Linked DNA regions of Arachis hypogaea: region 1 is linked to region 2. A link is a contact called in public Hi-C data. All regions are on one chromosome and are shown on one strand. The core of a region is the stretch at or near the end of the contact, and the rest is flanking DNA. Distances in the headings are between cores, read along the strand shown. Region 1 holds the start of LOC112706390 (endo-1,4-beta-xylanase 1). Region 2 has its middle 8.6 kb from the start of LOC112706384.

Region 1 (4,260 bases), core at 740-3,239, 82 kb before region 2:
AAAGATATTTGTCGAAATTGATTTATAAATTCTAGTTGATTATTCTTAGGTATCAGTGCCAAGAGAGTCTAATTTATACTTGCAATTTCACTTGGGTTATTCGATAGGAAAATGATAAAGTGCACAAAGGAGTGCCCCAAAGTCTACCACTTTTTCTTAAAAAACAAGGCTGAAAAATCGTCTTCACCTGGAGCTTTCATAGAGCCTATGTTGAAAGGGGAAGTTTTAATGACATCAAAGCCAGGAGCACTTAATATATACTAGTGTTAACATGTTCTTTTATTATGTAAAATTTACAATTGGTGTTTAGGGGCGCCCTATTCACATCATTTTCTTTATACAGGTCCTTGTAGAAGTTCCAGATAAATTCCATCAACTCTTTACTATTCTCACACAAGCTGCCATCTTGCCTTCTCAACTTGATAATTCTATTTTTCCTTCTTATAATAATAATTTTTGTATGATAGTACCTCGTATTTCTATTCCCCCTCTACAATCCACTGTTATCGAGATTTTTGTAACAAAAAATTTTTTCACGGTTCAAGATAGTCTCCAATTCATGTTTCAACTCTTCAAATCCTGGAGAAACATGTTATTGCTATAGGATACCGCATTTTGAATTCCTTAAAGGCAGTTGAGGATTCTTATTTTCTTCTTCATTACATGCCCAAACCCCTCAATGTTCCAAGTTTTAAGGTTGCCTCTAATTGATTCTAGTGCTCTCATAATTGATAATTATTTCTCCAACAATGTTGTATGAAATCTGCAAAATCTGGGTGAGTTAGCCACATCACTTCAAAACGAAATAGATTTTTATCTCTATCAAATCTCCTTGGTTTAAGATCTACTAAAAAGGGGTGGTGGTCAGAATTCACTCTTGGGAGAACATTCACAATCACATCTGAAAAGGTCAGCCTCCATGATGAATTTGCTAAGGCACGGTCTAGTCTCTTAAAGGTCTTTTCTCTGCCTTCTCTAATACCATCAATCCAGGTAAACTTGGAGCCTATAAATCCCAGATCAATTAAACAGTACTCCTCAATCTATCCTCTAAACTAGTTACAAGTTGTGCTATCAATAGGCGCTCCTCCTTTTTTCTCTATCTCTTCTATGATATCATTGAAGTCACCAATCAACATCCATTCCTTCCTTACATCTCTAGCTATATCTTTCAAAGCTTCCTATAAGATGTGCCTCTATTGGGGATGAGGGTTGGCATATATTGCTGTCAAGTACCACACTCTTTTCTTCAAGTCTTTAACCTCTAGGTGAATAAACTGTTGGTGAGAAATATCAACCCTCAATCTCAGGCCATCATTATTCCATAATACCCATATTCCACCCACGAAGCCAATCGCCATTTTCAGAATGTTATACATGAACCCCATTTCTTTGATAACTCTATTGGCAGTATCTCTACTACATTTGGTTTCAACTAACACAGTAATGCCGGGCCTATGCTAGCTAACAATCTCTTTGAGTGTGTGAATTGTAAACTTATTCGCAACTTTCTGATATTCCAGGAAAGAATCTTCATATAGATAGGAGATTAAAACAAAATAAAAAATAGCAGAATACCACACATTCAAAGCTCATCAGAGTACCTGACCAAGAGAGGGGCAAGTCCCATCACTGGACTGCATCTCATCCCCTATCTCGTTGCGGTTTCCCAGAATCATGGCTTCATTGCCTCTATTTTCTTTTTCAAATTTGTCCATAAGCTATATCAGAACCTTTGATTCCAAGGATTCAAAACTTGGGGGGCTAAATTAGGCGGTTTGTCCAAATTCATTTCGTCCAAGACTGATTCCACCACCTGTAACATCTGTGAAGGGGTATCATTTTTCATTGCAGTCTAATTCTCTTTGAAATGATGAGATTGGGGATAAATTTGCATGTTCTGGTTCAGGGTGTTATCGATATTGGAAGGGTTTGGGTGTGCGATGGTTATGGAAAGGTGAGATAGATTGTTACTTCTGTTGCTATTGTGGGTCAGGCTATTGTTGCTGGTTGCTTGTAAAAGTTTTGTTTCCTTCTTGGACTTTAGTGGTGACAAACCTAGATGGGTTAAGGCTAGGTTTGTTTGGCACATTTTTTTATTATTAGTGGACTGATTTTGGCTTTGGGTTCTGTAGGAAAGGCTCTATGTTTGTTTACCTTTTGTGTCATTTGTCTTTTCTCTTTTTTGGGCTTTAAATTTATCCCCTTGTGGCCTAGCTTTGATTACTTGCTTTTTATCACCTTTGTACTTTTTCAATAATTTGAATAGAAATTAACCTCATCATTTTATAGCGCAGCAAACCTAGAGAAAATGTTGTTGTCTCCACGATCCTCTGCTCTTTCCCTTTTTCGGACGCCCGACTACTTGTACCTTTGCCAGTTTTATTATTCTTTTTGTCACGTGTTGTACGTTGTACAACTATGTTTCCACAATTAATCTTTTACCATTCTCCTTCTCCAGCACGTTCTTTTCACCGTTAGCAGCATTTTCCTCCCTTAATGGCTCTTCCGTTCTCTCATTTTCCACCATACTTCCTTGGTTCACTACAGCTTTCTTTAATTGTGGACAATCATTCTTTTTATGCCCAACTCTACCACAAGCAAAGTATACTTGATGTATCATTTCAAATTCCACAGTATGAAGTACCCCATTAATGAGGTATTTAGATACAAGCGGTTTCTACAAGTCCACTTCAATGCAAATCCTTACGAATTTACCATTGGAGATTTGAAATGTATTTGTGTCAACCTTAAGGGTTCTCTCAACAATGTTACCAATTTTTTCAATATCATACTATTGTAGTATTCAATTGCAAGGCCTGGTGGTCTGATCCAAGATGCAATGGTTTCTATAAGGATTGAAAATCAGGTTTTCATAGCTGAATGGCTAGGTAATGATCCAAAATCTTCCAGGGGACTTCCATAAGTGTGAAATCGAGATATTTAAAATTATGAAACGAACAAGGAAGAAATCATTTCCTATGTCTATCACATCAATGCTTTCCATTTTAGTTCACATTACCTCCAATCTCCTTTTTAAAGCAAGTAGACAGATCTTTCTGCCTAACAGCTTAACTATCAAAGAGTCCCATCAATCTTTTTTTTAGCTCAGCTTTAACATCATCTCTGATGACCAAATTGAAAAGCCCTTCAGCAATTTTTTCTACGAAGACTTCATGCACTTCCTCTTCCTGATCATCCTCGCTATTCTTTTCCATAAATTTAGTGGCATTTGCATGTTGGCTCTAATTCTTTTTTGACTTTTTTGTCTTTACCACTTGGGCAAATGACTAGTTCTTGGAGGTCCATCCTATTTCATCTTCTTTGCCACTTTTGTTAGCCTCTTCTATAATCACCTCTACTGCATTTTCTTGTACAGTTTCACCTTCTATCCATTCTTCCATCCTTTGGGCTAAAGCTTCCTCCCTTGTGAATTTTTGTTCTCTAGAGGACTTTCTTACTTTTTTGCTATTTGGGCGTAGCAGTTCTCCTTCTATTCTTCTTTCTTTCCTAGGTCCATGGGGTCGGGCTGCTCCTCCCTCACAAAGCCACCTCTCATGGTAGCCAAGTTTGACTGGCTAAATGACGCCAACGAGAACTTCAAAGGTTAAGTGTAGAGAGAGAAAATTTCAAAGATTTTCCGTCAGCAAACTAATTGTTCCAACAATCAAGTTGCTTCATATTCCTAATCCAAACAAATTTCGTGCTCCACTAACATATTTGAACAGAAATCAATAGCAGAAAGTTGGCGAAAGCTAGTGCACTCCGGGTAAAGTAGGGAGTGCAGCACTCTTTAAAAGTTAACCTATTATCAAAAGTGATCAGGTAAATTAAATTTATTTATTATTGTTATTATTTTTTTTTGTTATGGGATGAACAAACAAACTGACACTGACAAAAAAAACTAATTCGCTCGTTTAACAGAGGACTATCTTTACACCAAAAAAATACTCAGAAAAATTTAATAGAATTCCTCCATTATTCTGTTATTGTTGATGTGATGTCTTCAAGTATTTTCACTGTTTTGTTTACTAGCATGTGTTTTTACTATTGTTCTGTCTAGCCATAGATTTTGACGCTCTTGAACCCACTCAATTTCACCTCTACCATAAATGGACCTTCAAAGCCGAAAAAATTGCTGCCATAGAAAAGGAAGACGCTGTCTGTCGCTGCTGCTAGTTGGCTAACTCCAAACTGATTCGGTAGAAGAACCGGTCTCCATGAAGGCGCCATGATTCTCAAATGATGACGCAGTTAAAG
Region 2 (3,759 bases), core at 54-2,553:
AAATATATTATTACGGTATTGAAAACTTAACTACTGAAAAAAAAAAGTTGCTTTGAGTGTGTATATTTTTTTTTCAGTTGAATTTAGCTAAGAGACATTAGTAGTAGAAGCCTATCTCAATTAATTATGAGATTTGCAATTTGGAATTTTGGAGGGAACGAACATGAAGAGTTTTCTATATGAAAATAAAAAAAGAGAAGTGTCAGGTAAACAATGACTATTTTGAAAAATATGAATAACCACCAAATAAATAAAAACACACTACACCTCTAAATTAACCATCTAAATTTTAATATTAAAATAACCATGACTATTTTGAACAACATGAACAACCACCAAACAAATAAAAACACACTACATCTCCAAATTAACCATCTAAATCTTAATATTAAAATAACCATCCGTACACCTAGTAAAATAAACATTTGATATATCTATTATTCACATTGTTTAATATTTTCATTGTTACCTATATTTTTCCATTCAAAAATTAATATCACAAGTCTTTCCTACTTTTTTTTTTTCATGTCAGCGGTCATATATCTTGCATGAGCTCCATTTTCAGAATGCGAGGTTTCTCCTTTTCTTCTTTTGGTTATTTTTTCTGTGACTAAAGATAAAAGAAAAAATAAACAAAAAAAACACGCCAAATCACATAGTAGAGTACTAGAGTTTGTAGGTATTCCACATAATATTCTATACTTAATAAAAAAAAATTAGTTATGAGGTTAGTCGCACTATTGGCTGATCTCTAGATTAAAGAAATATTCGCTCTTCAGTTACATGTCAAGATATCTTGGACTTTGTGTACCAAATTTCACTCTTGCATAGCATCATCAAGTCTCCTCTAAATAGCATAAAATTTAGCCTAAAGAACACTGTCAGTTATAATGAAATCATCACAACTCTTCAATCAACATCTATCAGAATTTTAAATAATACAACCAAAACGAGCAGTACCATTTTAACTACAAAGACTAGCCTCACAATTAATTTTAATAGCATTAATAGAGGGAGGTACCCAAAATAGCCACAGAGAGGCAGGACTTAAGAAATGATGCTTGGTACAAATAGTATGCAACTCCCTAGTTGGCCCTCTAATCAAACTAATCACCTACCCACATTCCAAGGATCTTCAAAGTTAAAAAGCTTATTATTCCTATCACGCCAAATCCACTAAAAAGCCGAGAAGAAGATAAAGAAATTACCATACTTGCAGCTGTTCTTTAACCAAAAGGATAGGTTAATATTTGCTATAGTGAGACCTAAAGCAATCCAAATTATATTAGCCTTGGGACAATTTCTGAGAGTATAATGCAAAAGAGTTTTAGGAACAGTGTTACATCTATGACATATATTACAAGTAGCTAAACCACGACTATATCTGAAATTTGCTGAAGGAATAACGTTGTGAAGACAGAGTCATATCAAGAATTTGTATTTTTTTGGGACACGAAGCTTCTAATTCACAGCCAATTCTCCTCTTCTGCCCAGCTGATCTTTTCGGGGCTTTCCAACTGCTTCTACAATACACATCATATTCTCTTCTTGATAGCATCAAATAAGCAGCCTCGCGATTCAATTTCACACTAACGTTGAACCAATCTTGTGTCCAAGACTTCACCGCAACAGAGTTCTTATCAATCAATCATGGGCCTCTTAGCATAACTCTCACTCTATCCTCTATTGAATTAAATTTCACAAGGAAGTAGTCGTAACCTACGTCCAATAGATCATAACCGCCCTTTGTACGCCAAACAGAACTGAGTTTATGGATTAGCGCCATGTAATTAGAATCAATTAGTATTATTTAGTATATTCAGATTCATTATACGAGAATACGTCTTTATTATTACAATTCTCTTAGTACTTATAAATACTCTTTTATATTGTATCTGAATATTCATTATACGAGATTACGTCTTTATTATTATAATTCTCTTAGTACCTATAAATACTCTTTTATATTGTATTATTTTAGATAACTTGAATAAACAACTTGAATACACACAAATCTTTTTTTCTACTTTCTTATCTTTCTAACAACTATAATACTTATCCAATATCTTGATCACAATATCATTTCTGTAAGGTTGTGCTAGAGCATTCCTTGCCTCCTCAGTAAAAGTTACACATGGTGGCATAACTTCCCTTTCACAATAGCTATTTTAACCCCGCTTAACGTCCCTGCCAAAGCAAAGGACGCAACTATTTTCTCGCCCTCCCCCCTGGCCACCCCACCCCCACTTTGTCTCTAAACGACACTCTCAGAGGCTTAGCTACTCTTCCAAGATTATTTTCCTCCTTAACACCAGATACAAATCCTTCCTCACTCTTTCCTTATCTCTTCTGTTGACATTACCAACGACCTCACTGTATTTTTCCCTTAAGGGCCCTCCCCTGCTCTCACCTTCTCTCATTGCTCCTTCTTTTGGTTATGTATGCATGTATATGCGTTTTTTTTATTTTTAAATTAAAAAATTAATTATTTACTACTTTTAAATGTAGATACAAAAATTATATCATTTTTTGTATTTAGTTGTGTTTTTGCATAAATATAAAATGAACATAAGATTTTTTTTTTTTATGTGCATTTAGTTATATTTTCGAATTAAATGTAAAACAAGATCTTTTATTTCCGTAATAGAGGCCTGCAAAGACACGGCAGAATCCTCTCCTATTATCGCAAAAGTACACAGCGAAAAAATGAAGGTAAAATTTGAATTTCATTTTCGCACTACAAGCCTGCAAAAAGGACATGAAATCAAGTCTTTATAAACGCTCCCTTCGCCTGTGACAATGCGTTAAATTTCTCTTACCATCTATGATAGTGAAAGGGTTGAAGGAGTGAGTGAAAAGGTTGAAAGAAGAAAGTAAAAGAAGAAAAGCAATTATGACAGATAATGCTCAGCACCCATGAGAATCATAGGATTTTTACATTAGTCAACTCAATGAAGATAGACACATAGTCGGTTATATGAATGAAGAGCAGGTCACTAATTCTTATATGAATTTAAATTATTCTATTCATTTTTATTTAATAGTTGGTATTAATATATTAATATTTAAAATTTGATTTTAATTTTTTTATGGATATTGATTTTATAATTTATAGTTTGTTTAGTATTTTTTGATATATCAGGTGTAGAAAATTAAGTTATAAAAATGTGAAAAATAATATACTTTTATGTTTCAAGTTTATTTGAATGGTCAGGAATTATGTACATGTGATTTAGTAATATGTAAATCAATAAATTAATATTTAAAAACATATTTAAGTTTAAAAATTTATTTAATATTGAACAGAGATGGAGGTTGTTGTTTTTTAGTAATAAGTATTTTTTTCGTCCTCAAGGTCTGGAATTAAAATTAAAATCATATCCGACCTTTTTTTCTTATTAAAATCATCCTCAATGTTACAAAACGTTATAAAATCGTCATTCTCTACTTCAATTTTGTTTTTTTAACCAAATTACCCTTCATTATTAAAAAATTATAAAATAAATATAAAATAAATAAAAAAAGAAGAAAAGGGGGTGGGAAGAGAAAGAAAGGGGGGCGCGAGAAAAAAAGGGGGGAGGAGGGGGTAGAGAAGGGGGACCGTCTTCCTGCCCTGCCGCTTTGCCGTCCTGTCGCACCGCACCACCGCACCACCGCACGACCTTCCGCACCGTCGCTGCTTCTTCTTTTTCTTCTTCTTCTTCTGTGAACTGAATTTTTTGTGAAATTTGTTGCTGAAATTTGAATTTCTGAATTTTT

What was found. A called contact is a pair of places that touch in the nucleus more often than the background predicts.
Region 1: a Hi-C map of leaf shows a contact between it and region 2, with 2.7 times the contacts expected there. The contact joins the promoter of LOC112706390 here to the enhancer-like site in region 2. A contact is called at or near these places in 2 of 8 Hi-C or Micro-C datasets (leaf and an unstated tissue).

The regions. Positions count from the first base shown.
Region 1 is chr8:17,252,278-17,256,537 of arahy.Tifrunner.gnm2.J5K5, reverse strand. It overlaps LOC112706390 (endo-1,4-beta-xylanase 1), which reads right to left and starts at 1,989. Exons shown (of 7, transcript XM_025757682.3): 1 at 1,605-1,989. The coding sequence starts at 1,718.
Region 2 is chr8:17,170,310-17,174,068 of arahy.Tifrunner.gnm2.J5K5, reverse strand. No RefSeq gene overlaps it. Among protein-coding and RNA genes, the nearest start is that of LOC112706384, 8.6 kb to the left of the region's middle. Within about 2 kb of position 1,303, at least 1 of the 3 cell types and tissues checked has open chromatin away from gene starts, as enhancers often do.